3 separate regions of the Zea mays genome follow, and regions 1 and 2 are each linked to region 3. The links are chromatin contacts, called in public Hi-C maps. All regions are on one chromosome and are shown on one strand. Each heading gives the region's core, a stretch centred on a gene start, on an enhancer-like site or on the middle of the called end of the contact. The rest is flanking DNA. Distances are from core to core; before and after follow the strand shown. Region 1 holds the start of LOC103634474 (photosynthetic NDH subunit of lumenal location 1, chloroplastic). Region 2 holds the start of LOC103634478 (receptor-like protein kinase HERK 1). Region 3 holds the start of LOC100383704.

The links. A called contact is a pair of places that touch in the nucleus more often than the background predicts.
Region 1: a Hi-C map of ear shows a contact between it and region 3, with 5 times the contacts expected there. The contact joins the promoter of LOC103634474 here to the promoter of LOC100383704 in region 3. A contact is called at or near these places in 12 of 25 Hi-C or Micro-C datasets (bundle sheath, ear, leaf and 3 more).
Region 2: a contact with region 3 is called in a Hi-C map of ear, with 2.5 times the contacts expected there. The contact joins the promoter of LOC103634478 here to the promoter of LOC100383704 in region 3. A contact is called at or near these places in 2 of 25 Hi-C or Micro-C datasets (ear and tassel).

The regions. Positions count from the first base shown.
Region 1 is chr1:42,028,890-42,032,786 of Zm-B73-REFERENCE-NAM-5.0, reverse strand. It overlaps LOC103634474 (photosynthetic NDH subunit of lumenal location 1, chloroplastic), which reads right to left and starts at 1,909. Exons shown (of 8, transcript XM_020546054.3): 1 at 1,667-1,909; 2 at 1,467-1,563; 3 at 1,284-1,370; 4 at 1,087-1,160; 5 at 876-998; 6 at 611-682; 7 at 377-473; 8 at 1-276. The coding sequence starts at 1,708. The coding sequence ends at 167. It also overlaps a transcript of LOC103634473 not described here.
Region 2 is chr1:42,703,473-42,707,212 of Zm-B73-REFERENCE-NAM-5.0, reverse strand. LOC103634478 (receptor-like protein kinase HERK 1) reads right to left here and starts at 2,302. Exons shown (of 1, transcript XM_008656103.4): 1 at 1-2,302. The coding sequence starts at 1,663.
Region 3 is chr1:42,330,948-42,334,882 of Zm-B73-REFERENCE-NAM-5.0, reverse strand. It overlaps LOC100383704, which reads right to left and starts at 1,372. Exons shown (of 10, transcript NM_001366832.1): 1 at 1,201-1,372; 2 at 986-1,081. The coding sequence starts at 1,293.

The sequences.
Region 1 (3,897 bases), core at 660-3,159, 300 kb after region 3:
TAATATTAGTGTTGCACCGACATGTTCACGGAGCGTGTAATTTTGGGAGCCACGAACCGACAGCAATGCAACCACATTCCCCCCCCCCCCCCCCCCCCCCCCCCCCCCATCTTTCGCTAAACAAGTTGCCGCACCATGCTCATGAGGCCGTCACAGAAGCAAGCGATCACGCCGTCAGGTCCGAGATCTTGAAGGAGTCCGCGACGACTTTGAGCCTGTTCCGCAGCCTGCTCCACCGGCGCTCGTTCGCGGTCACGATCAGCGTGTAGTACCGACCTAGTTAGAGCAAAAAACAAACAAACAAACAGAGTTTCATCTCTCTCTATTTCAACGCGAAGCGAAACACATGAACGTTTCCCGTTCATAGGTATCATACCGTTTCCAATGGCGACCGTCGCAAACGCAGAAACGCCGTAGCCCGGAGCCTCCAGATCGTACTCAAACGTCCAGTAGTTCTTGCCGTCCACGGTGCGCTGCAAAAATAGTAGGATAGGCCGCTTATTTCACTAGCACCATTTTTTTTATTTTTTTGCTCAGAGTTATCCAACTAGATTTGGCAACTCCAAACAAATGATAATTGCATGCATAAAGCGATGAACAGATGACAGACCTCTTGCATGTCGTAGATCGACGGTATTTGGTTCGGGGCAGCGTAGACGTTGTTTACCAGGTTGAAGATGGCCTGGTGTAATGTGGAAAAAAAAACATATTCATCACATCAGCAAAAGTGATTATCAGAGCTAAAACGTATATAATTTAAACGGAGGAGAGAGTATGTGTTTTATCTTTTGTGCCTAATCAAAGTGAAGAACACATAGTTTTTCCATAAAAAAGAAGAAGAATACATAGTCGAAAGAAGGAAACAAAACCCCCACCTCATCCATCGGTCCTAGGTCGCGGATGTCTGTTTTCTCGGTAGGAATGAACCCCACACGAACACACTGAAGGGCCAGGTTGCGGTCTTTGAACGCAGAATCATGACCCAAGAAGTCGAAATCCTATCCAGGGACAAGGGAACGAAGGCACCATGAAAATCACCCTACAGTTCTTAACTGTTCAAGAATCGATCGCATGGCGCCAACCTACCCTCCATTCAGCTGGATAAAGGTACGAGTACCCGTCTTTCGCGTCCACGTACGACTTGTAATTCTTCGGCACCTCTGAACAGCTCCGATCAGTGTCAAACAGGTAAGAAACGCAAAAAAAACGCTGCTCGAGGACACCGTCCTAGTCCGATCCTGATAGATACAATGCCAGGCCATCTATATAGGGATGATCGTTACCTTCAGCGAACGCAGCAGAGCTTGTCCTCAGTAGGCCAGTGGCTAACGCTCCAGCACCAAGCAAAGCTAGCCGTCTCTTCGTGACCTCTATACAAGCGGAGAGATGTTATGAACCAGGATTCTGTCGACCACTAGATGCATGAACGGAAAAAAAACAACAACAACAACAAAAGGGGGGGTTACTGGTGTCGTCCAAAGATCCTTGGATCGAGCTCGCCGCCACAGCTGAGGGAGGAGCCCTGTTCAGTTTGGTAGTCGCCGCGCAATTTGGCACAGCCAGCTGGAAACAAGCAACGGGTTCAAGCTGTTATTACTCCTCAGAACTGCAGGGAAAGTAAATGAATTCCAGAAAAAAACAGTGAGGAAGGGGCTTGAGCACGTACTTGTTTGGATACGGAGCAGACCAGGTTCTGCAGGCTCGCCATTTCGGCTTCAGTTGTTCAGGGTAGCGCTGAGCTCGAGGGAGAGTTCTGTGAAGCTTGTTACCCCCATCGTCAGTTATCCATAGCTGCTGGACACGCTCGAGCTCACTTTTCCACTATCGAGTGGGTGGTGGAACCGTGGAAGGGCTCGCTTTTCCCCTATCGAGTGTGTGGGTGGAAGCCAAGGCAGCCAAGTCAGCATGCTCATTATCCTCTCATTTCAGCACTCTTGCTTCTTTGTCTTGGACAGAGCACTGGCTGACAAAAATGGGCGTCCCTCTCAACAGGCAAACAGCCCTTCTGGTGGGTAGGTCGTTGATGACCCAAGACGAACTGTTCTGAATACAGTGATTTTTATGCCAAAAAAACAAAATTTCCAGGTTACATAATTTCATGACACCATGATAAGCGATATACAACAACGGCCACAATTATTCAATGCTAGTAAGCCTGTTGCATAATGCAGCTAGGTTTATTTGTTTTTTTCCTTAGTTGATTTATTAGTTTTTTCTTAGCTAATTGATAGTTGATCAATTAGTTCCCTTTTTTAACTAATTGATAGTTGTTTGTTAGTTTCCTTTCTTAACTAATTGGTTGATTTTTCCTTAGTTAATTGATAGTTAATTAAATAGTTTCAATAGTGTTTGAATGAGAGTCACGTACGAACGAGGTAAACACCAGAGTAGTTTTTGGTGGCGGCGTGATGCTAAAAAATCGAGGGGCGCCTCATCCCATGTTGACCTTAAACCAAACACAGTAAAAGACACTAGGCGCCATTCAAATCCACAACACATCAATAATCTTATAAGTTTTACCGAGCAAGCACTAACATGGCACCGGCCTAGGATTTAGGCAGCATGGCCATGGCCCGTGGCAGGACGTGCTGCAGCTTGAGCTGATGATTTATTACTTCCTTTCACTGCAAGGCCTTTTGCTCGCCAAACTATGACCATAAGTGCCGGAGCCGGAGCCGGAGCTTCTCCCCTGGCTTGAGTCTGCGGTGGCCGGAACCGGAACGACATCCTGCGGCGATTCTGCGACGTCCACCAAGAACATGTCAGGGTCGAAATGCTCCTGGCTCGAGCTCGAGGAAGCGAAGCCAAGCAGCGACGGCTGAACGGCGCAGGTGTCCAGAGACGAGTCGATGCTCCTGTGGCCGAAGCCGCTGGACGACGCAACGCAGTAGTAGCCAGTTCCCGCACGGGCACGCTGCCCCCGCGGCCCGAACGCGGCAGGAGCGAGTGCCTGGGCCTGGGCCTGGGCCTGGGCCTGGATGTGCTCGTAGCCGGTGGCGGCGAACGCGTCAGGCCGCGCGACTCTGGAGCACGATGCTCCGGGAACCGCCGCCTTCATCCGGGCGTTCCTTGCCTGGAGGTCCGCGAGCAGCATCCTCGCCTGGTTCCTGGCCTCGTCCCTTTCTTGCATCCTCCTCCGTGCGAGCGTGGCCAGATGCCAGATTGCATCGTCAGCCTCCGCAGACAAAGCGAGGATCTTTTGCCGCTCCAGTCTGGCCCAGCCAAGTTGCTCCTCCAGAACTCTGCGCTCCTGCCAGCAGAACGAGCAAGGGCAAAGCTATTTGATTTAGTAGTACGAACTCTGCGCTAATGGAATTGCAATGCAAACGTTGTCAAATTCATACGCTCCTTAGAACCCAAAATGCGTACGAAATCTCGACAACATGGTAAACATATACCACTGAAAAAGCTCGCAGTCTTCCAAGATCCATCCATTGATCTAGCTAGATAAATTATACGTAAATCACTACAAAAGATACAATATTATACCCGAAATACTGATGCCAATTGCCAAGCAATGTACAATATTATTATATATAGTAGGTCACTAGGTTGCATCTCTAGCGAGTTCATAACAAGATTGTGAAGAACAGAGTGCACAGAAGACAGTTTCTTTTTTCTTCAAGAGAAAAGTAGGGAAAATGCTGGAACAAGGGAAGGGAAGGGAGGAACATACCTCTGCATCGCTGGTCGATGAAACGTGATCTTCCCTCAGAAGGCCCTGCTCCTCTGTGTTGTTCTGCATCACATATCCTTACCTCTCACCTTTCTCTTTCCCAAAATGATTTATGAGCCGTTCTGCGTATCACTCTATTCTCTGTGCTGTGCTTTCCTCATGTGATCTCCTGCCCAGATAGCACGAACAAACGGAAGGGCTCAGTACTGCAACATTTTGCG
Region 2 (3,740 bases), core at 1,053-3,552, 370 kb before region 3:
CCGTGCGGAACTCGTTCAGCCCCTGCTGCGACCGCCGGTTGCCGCGCTTCACGGCCACCTGCGTCTCGTCCCTCAGCGTGCCCTTGTACACCTTCCCGAACCCGCCCACGCCGATCACCATGCCCTCGTCGAACCCGCACGTCGCCTCCTGCAGCGCCGCGAGGGGGATCCGGTACCCGGCACCGGCGCTCTGCCCGAGCGTGACCGTGTTGTTCCTGGCGCCTGCGCTGCTGCTCTTGCCGAAGCTGCGCGAGTGCGACCGGGATCCCAGCGCGCTCTCCGAGAACGCGACCCAGGTGCTCGACGGCTTCTTCTCTGGCTTCTTCCTTCGTCGTCGCAACATGAGGACAATGAGCGCGACAGCCATCACCACGGTGATGACCCCCGCGATGGCCGAACCAGCGATGATTGCGGTGACGGTCTTCTTCTTTGAACCGCTCTGCGACGAGTCCGCGCCGCCGCCGGTGCTCCCGACCATTCTCATGATCTCGAGGCCGTTGAGGACGCCGTCTGGGTACGCGTTGCCCAGCGTGGACGTCCCGATGCTCACGGTGATGTTGCCCTTGGCGTCCTTGGCGCTGAGCACGAAGTCCTTGTATAACGGCACGGCCGGGACGCTGAAAGTGTCTCTGGAGATCTCGTAGTCCGGCAGCACATTCCACCCGCCTACGTAGACGTTGAAGACCAACCCGTTCGCCGCCTTGCTGACGATGTCGCAGAAGTGTAGCCGGAGCAGGTACGCCGACCCCGGCGCGGCCTGGAGCTTCCACGTCATGTTAAACTGCACGCTTATGGTGCTGGCGGACACCAGGTTGGTGTTGATCTCCGTCGCTGTAGCGTAGACCATGCCTGGCGCCGTCTCGGGCGTCGCCAAGCCTGGCGTCCACCGGAGCTTCGACGGCGCCACATCCCTGTGCACCGTGACCGAACTGTCGACCAGGAAGGCTTCGTCGGGAAGCCACGTCCTTCCCAGCGTGTCGTTCCTGGGCGTGATCTTGGGAGAGCCCATGTTGACCCTGTTAACCGTCTCGAGCGCCTGCGTGGACAGCCCCGCGTAGCGGCCCATGGGGCTCACCGTCTGCGCCGTGTCCGCGAACAGGTCGTCGGGGTGCGACACGACCTCGATGGCGTTGACGAACGCCACCTTCCCCGCCGCCGCCGGCGCGAACGCGACCGCCAGCGTGCCGCCGGCGACGTTGACGGAGAACTCCCGGACCGCGGGCGTGCCGTTGGCGGGCGCGTACCCGTCGATGAGCAGCAGGCCCTGCGCGGACACGCTGAACTCGGCGTCCGCGGCGAGGTCGCCGGACCCGTACCGGAAGGGGAAGAAGTGGAGGCGCACGAAGTGGCGCCCGGGACTCTTGATCGCGAACGTGTACGAGGACGGCGCCGCGAAGACGCGCGCGGACCGGTACAGCGCCGCGTCGTCGGAGCCGCTGGCCGCCGACGCGCTGGCCTCGGAGCCCCGGGGCGCCGGCAGCACGGCCGCCGCGGGGAGGCCGTCGTCCCCGAGGAACGTCCTGCCGTCGACGGTGGCGTTCGCCGCCGTGCCGCAGAGCACGAGGTAGTCGTCCGCCGGGGTGAACGCGGCGGCCACCAGCGCGGGCAGCAGCAGCAGCACGACGGCGACCCGCAGGAGCGTGTCGAGGACGGCGCGAGCCATGGACGTGGCGGAAGGGAGTGGCTCTAGAAGCAGCTCATGGACCTGTCCCTGGAAGTGGAACAGAGACGTCGAGGGTTGCAGTTGCAGGCAGCATGAATCAAGGCCCCATGGGAGTCATGGTGGATGGTTGGTTACTTAGCACAGGACAGGAGCTGCTGCTGTTTGGCGGCGTGCTGAGAGTGAATCTGCGAACTGGCAGGACAGGGGCAGCAGCTAGTAGGTACCCTAAGAGCTGCCTACCCACAGGAACGCGGAACCGGTGCTCGGTGATTGGAGATTTGGTTAGCCATGGAGGTAATATTGGGGAGGGAGGTGGTGGAGCTTTTGGTTAGTGGGGAAAGCATATCACTGTCATTTTCCGAGGATCTGAGCTAGAGGATGGCTTTAGATATTTTACCAGGACCAGGAGCCTTTTTTTTTAATTCTGCCATTTTTTCGTGGTTTACAGGTCCCTCGGCCGCTTGTGCGCTTGCTCACGTCGACCTCAGCGAATTTCAATTCAGCAGCTACAAAATGGCAGGTGAAAACGAGGCATCGAGAAGAGCATACATACACATGCCTTTTCAGGGACCAAGGAATTCTCGTTTCTGCGGCAGAACGACGGCAAATTATTATTTCTATCTCTAGGCCTGGCTGGTGGCTGGTGGCTGGTGGTGGACTGGTGGTGGTGCTCTGCTTTCGCAGCTCGCGAGGTGGTGGTGGGAAGGACCGCGGAAGCCTCCAGCGGCCCGCGTCGTCCGCCCCGCGCAACCCGACCAGTCGTCACCAGAGTGCAGTGGGCATGGCAGGCGGTCGTCGTTGTCGTGCGCCCCACCACCAGACGAGATCATACGCTAGCTGCCGGTGCAGGGTGCACACGTTTCAGGTTCGTTAGATCCGTACTAGTAGATGGCACCGATGGAATTGGGGATTGATTGGCACACTGGATCGGACTCGGAACCGTATATCCATTAAAATTTGAGGGAAATAGCTAGTGGCTGCACCGCGATACTTTCTCTGTCCCTCACAGACACAAGTCTGTCTGATGACTGATGTAGCATACGCGGGCGGATGGCAGACGAGGCTGCTGGCGTGTTTCGCGTGCGCGCGGGGGGGAGGAGAAACAGAAACCGGCGTGTGGACTGGACACACGACGACACAAGGGCCGGGAAACATGGAGGATAAAGCGCGGCGGAAGGAGGCGTGAACGCCGCCAGCCACCAGTACGCGTCGCGTCGCGTCGGTGCCGCGAGAGGGACACGGCACGGGGCACCGTCTCGCCCTAGGAGGCCCTACGCCCACGCGAGTTGACCGGCGATGCATGGATGGCGAAGACTGTCGGGGTGTGCAGCTGGATGCAGGGGCGCGAGCGGAACGGTGACTGACGCGGCATCTCTCTTCCAATGAAGTATATCTGCGGAGGTTATGTTGCCGCTCGACTTCCACGAAGACAGACTTGGTCAATCTGACCATGACATGTGTGACCTCACTCTCTTTCTCTGTTACAACTAACGGAGCTACTAGTGTCGTTAGATTGTTTCAGACCTACAAACAATACAAGGGGCTTTAGGCAAGCAGGGTTGGCGGGCGGCGACTTACAAAAGTCCTTGAGGACTAATTTGGTGCTTATGGATCACGGGAGGATTCACGAGTAGCAATCTCCTTGTTATTCAATTTTGAATAGGAAGAGGATTTCTCCTCTGTGGATTCCTCGTGATCTCTGATCACCAAACCTGTCCTAAAGGGAGGTATTTCCATGGTCCAGATTTCATGTGTGCAATGAGAAAGAATCATGCATCCATTGCAAGCTGGGTTGATTAGAGGAGTGGCAAATGTTCTAAGGTTCGAGGGTGATAGCTGGGTCTCGTCTCTAAACATTTTGATGGCTGGCCAATCACACCCAGGGGGAGATCAAGAGCTTCTTCATGTCTTGGATTTGATTATAACGTCGGGATTGTGGAATGCCATCTAATTCAGGGCTTGTTCAGATTAAATAGGAGGAGATTTAATCTCCTTCGATCTTTGGAAAGAGCTGTGGGATGCTCTTGTTGGAAAGTTTGGAGTTACTGACGCTGGTAGCGAGCTGTATCTCATGGAG
Region 3 (3,935 bases), core at 123-2,622:
GATACAATAATGTCTTGATGTGGTAAGTTGGCAAAGGATGGCCAAAATAATATGTCTAAGTAATGCGTCAGATGCCAAATTCAACATGAATCAAAAGGCAAAATCCGGTCGAAGTCAAAACATTGCGTACTCCAAAAGCATGTGTTACTTCCCCTTTACACCGCACAATGTTCTAAGGTCCCTTAGACAGAGAGCCATTTCTGGTTTGCATTACAAGGTGGCTGGAGACCAGAATGCCAAGGAGAGCACATTTTGCAGACAGTTGGCATTCATTGACCAGAGACTTGGACGGTGAACAGTGCAACTGCGACAAGAGTCAAGGGATGCTTGCGGATAGGAGAAAAAGCAAGCCCAGCAACTAATCCAGGAATGAAATCCCTCTGTACACAAGAATGGCAAAGATGCACGGTATAGGGTCTGTTTGTTTCGGCTTCTGTCAGCTTCTGGCCACCAAAAGCTGCTGCGGACTGTCAAACGTTCAGCTTTTCAGCCAGCTTCTATAAAATTCGTTGGGGCAAAAACCATTCAAAATCAACATAAACACATAATCGGTTGAGTCGTTGTAATAGTAGGAATCCGTCACTTTCTAGATCCTGAGCCCTATGAATAACTTTATCTTCCTCCACACGTAATCATAATGATACTCAGATTCTCCCCACAGCCAAATTCTCCCCACAGTCAGATTCTCAGAAAAGCTAACCAAACAGGCCCATATTCTGCTCCCGTGAGCCGTGAGTAACAAAGCAATTAAGCAAAGGTATAAAAAGCGCGCCCGCACTATGGGATATGGAATCCATGATCCACACTGACAGGGCGCCTGCCTTTCCCACCCAACTACGTTTCCCTATCCTCCCCCATCTGGAGCCTAATCGGACTTCGCTCCCTGAATGTGCCACCATCACAGCGCAGCGGAGTTTTTTTTCCCCCTCCCTTCCCCCCTCCTTAAAGCGAGTGCTGGAACGAGTAAGGGTTTTTAATGGCTTACATCGCCGCAAGTGAGCTTGCAGGCAAGCGCGTGGCTGGTCTCGTGGAGGAAGACGGTGATGAGCTTGAACGGCGTGAGCAGGAACGTCCTCCAGAGCTGCAAAAGGCACCGCACATGACGGCGAGTCAGAAAGCCCCTTTCGGAACCACAAGGAGAATCATACTATGAGAGAGAGAGAGACCGGGAGCAAATGAGAAGGCTTCGGGGGCACTCACGAGGAGGATGACGACGGTGGAGACGCCGACGGCGGCGATGAAGATCCTCTGGTCGTGGTCGCAGCAGCCCCGCAGCTCCCAGTTGACGGCCATCCTCTGGCCGCCGCCGCAGATCTACTCTTCGGCCCTCCGGCTCGAACTCGGGGGAGGGGATGTGCAGGCAGGAGGTGGATCGCAACAGCGAACGGAAACTGCCCGGCGGGGCTCTGGCCCGGTCGGAGTGGAAACGTGCGTGTGGGCGCAGGAAGAGAGAGAGAGAGAGAGATGGGCGGGCAACGCGTATGGGCCGAGTGATTTTGATTGTTCCATCCATTCCAGTCCCCGCAGCCATCCAGCCGACGCCAGGTCGGCGCGCTCTGACGCTTGGACGTTTGTGGTTAACGAGCCGACACCGGATTACGTGGCCATCCATCACTGGCGGTGTCGCTCCGCTAAGCAAAGCAAGCGCTGCTGAAACCCGACCCGGGCTGCGGTTGGTGGGGGTAATCCGGCGCGAAGAATGTTACAAAATATTACATATGTGATCAATCCAAGGGGTGCGACAGTTTTTCCCAAGGGACACCCCTTTTGGGATACACCCCTTCACTTGTATATAAGTGTAATGATCTGTGGAATACAAACAGTTCTGTCATTTGTTTCTCTCTCAATTCTCATTTGCCACTGAGTATACTTCAACACGTTATCAGCACCGCTCGCGAGATCAGACATGCAAGAAGAGATCAGAGATGCAAGGAAAGAAGAATAAGTCGCTCGCAATCAGGAAAAGGAACTTTGATCTCTCAGGAAAAAAAAACCGTACGTACGATGTATACTATTCCTCTGTATACTGTTCCTCTTGAATGCATGCAGAGCACTTTCTGAGGCGTCAACAGTCGTGCTGGGTCGCCGTGGCGCGGGGCCGCCCATGCACCTGGCCGGAGACGCCCGTGCGCTGTGCTGTGGTCGTTGCGCCGTAGCCGGTCATGGCGGGAATCGCACGTCGATGGCCCGGCCGAGGCTACGCGCCCGTGCTTGGGCCGCACCCGCACTGTCGGGCCGTGGTCTTGTGCCTGACCGCACCGGCGCAGTGGCCGACGGGGCCGCGCTTGCGCGCGCCGGAAACCGCCACGCTGCAAAGGCCGCGCCGCCGGGGAAATCTCCGCATCGCGCAACGAGGCCACACGCCTGCGCCGCCCGTCGGGGCTGCGCACTGCCCGAGGCCACGCCAAGGGGACGTGCACACGGGAGGAGCCCGGATCGGAGCCGCCGCGCCAGCGCCTGGGCCGGGCAGCCGCGCGCCGCCAGCGCCTGGGCCGGGCAGCGCCTCGGCCGGGCAGCCGCACACGCCGCGCGCCATGGCAGGCCGCCGCGCCTGCGCTGCCGGGGCTAGGCACCGCGCGCGCGCCTGGCCGCCGCTCCTGGCCGGGCCGCCCGCCGGCGAGCCGGGGCTCGGGGCCGCGCGCGCCTGGCTGAGGCTGGGACCGCCGCAGCCGCGCCGTACTAGCCCTCGCCCCCTCGCGCTGGGTCTGCCCGCGCTGCCGCCGGGAGACCGCGCGTACGCGCACCTAGGCCATCGCGCGCGCCACCGCGAACCGCCATCAGGGGCCGCCGGCTACTGTGGGAAGGGGATGAGCAGTTAGGGTTTTTACCCTAACTGCCATCCTTATTGGGCCTGTTGGGCCGCCTCGGCCCGATTGGCCTATATGGTCTATTTTATTATTTTAAATTCTGGATTTTAAGTATAAGACTCTGTTTTATATATCAATTCAGTTCTAACTTGTGTTAGTGTGTCTAAATTCGATATTTAGACTGCAAATTGTACTATGTATTGTACATACTTGTCTGTTTTATTATAAATCTGGCAGACTTTAATTTGTGAATTATCTTTGTTTTTACATTTATAATTCACATATTTTTTGACTTGCTTTGTTCTTGCATTCTTTATGATTGCAAGGAAAACATAGCACATATAATAAGTCGAAACTGAAAGGTCCTCATGCAACATAAGATTGCATTTTTTGGGAAAAACATAGGGTGATGGAGTCCTAAGCACTGGCTGCGCTAAATTCTTTAAGAATTTAGTAGCCCAGAGACCGTGCTTTAGGCCGCATTTGAAATGCCTATCACTATGAGGTCTACATCTTTCGAGATGATTACCTATACGTGCTACCCAAAAAGATAACGGACCAAGCAGGCGTCACGGGCTATGGAGCCAGGCTGGACGCTACAGTCATGCTGACTGCTAAAAGAATTCTTTTAATTAAGTTCTACTTAATTAAACGATGAATTCTTGTAAAATATGACACATATCTTGAACTTGGGATATTTCAACACATGATGGAGATCTAGGCTTTGGCTGCAATAAGTTCTTGGAATTTATTTGCCCTGAGACCAAGCTTTTAGACAGCAAAATGTTATTTGCCCATCAGTAAGAGGTCTACATCATATGGTTATGATGATTACCTATGTGTTCTTCCAAGTAGATATGTTGGAGATGTGATGTTGGTTATTCATCTTTATGGTGATTTTCATTTTATTTTTGAAATTTTGGTCAAGCACAGGGTAGTGGAGTCCTAAGCATTGGCTGCGGTATGTTCCTTGAATATATCAGCCCAGAGACCATGCTTTTAGGCAGCAAAAGTTTTTGCCCACTACTGAGAGATCTACTCCATTGTTTCATTACATGGAGATTATCTACGTTGTGTACACCAATTTTCAAAAATCTTTTGGTACACTTTATGTCATACCCGGAATTC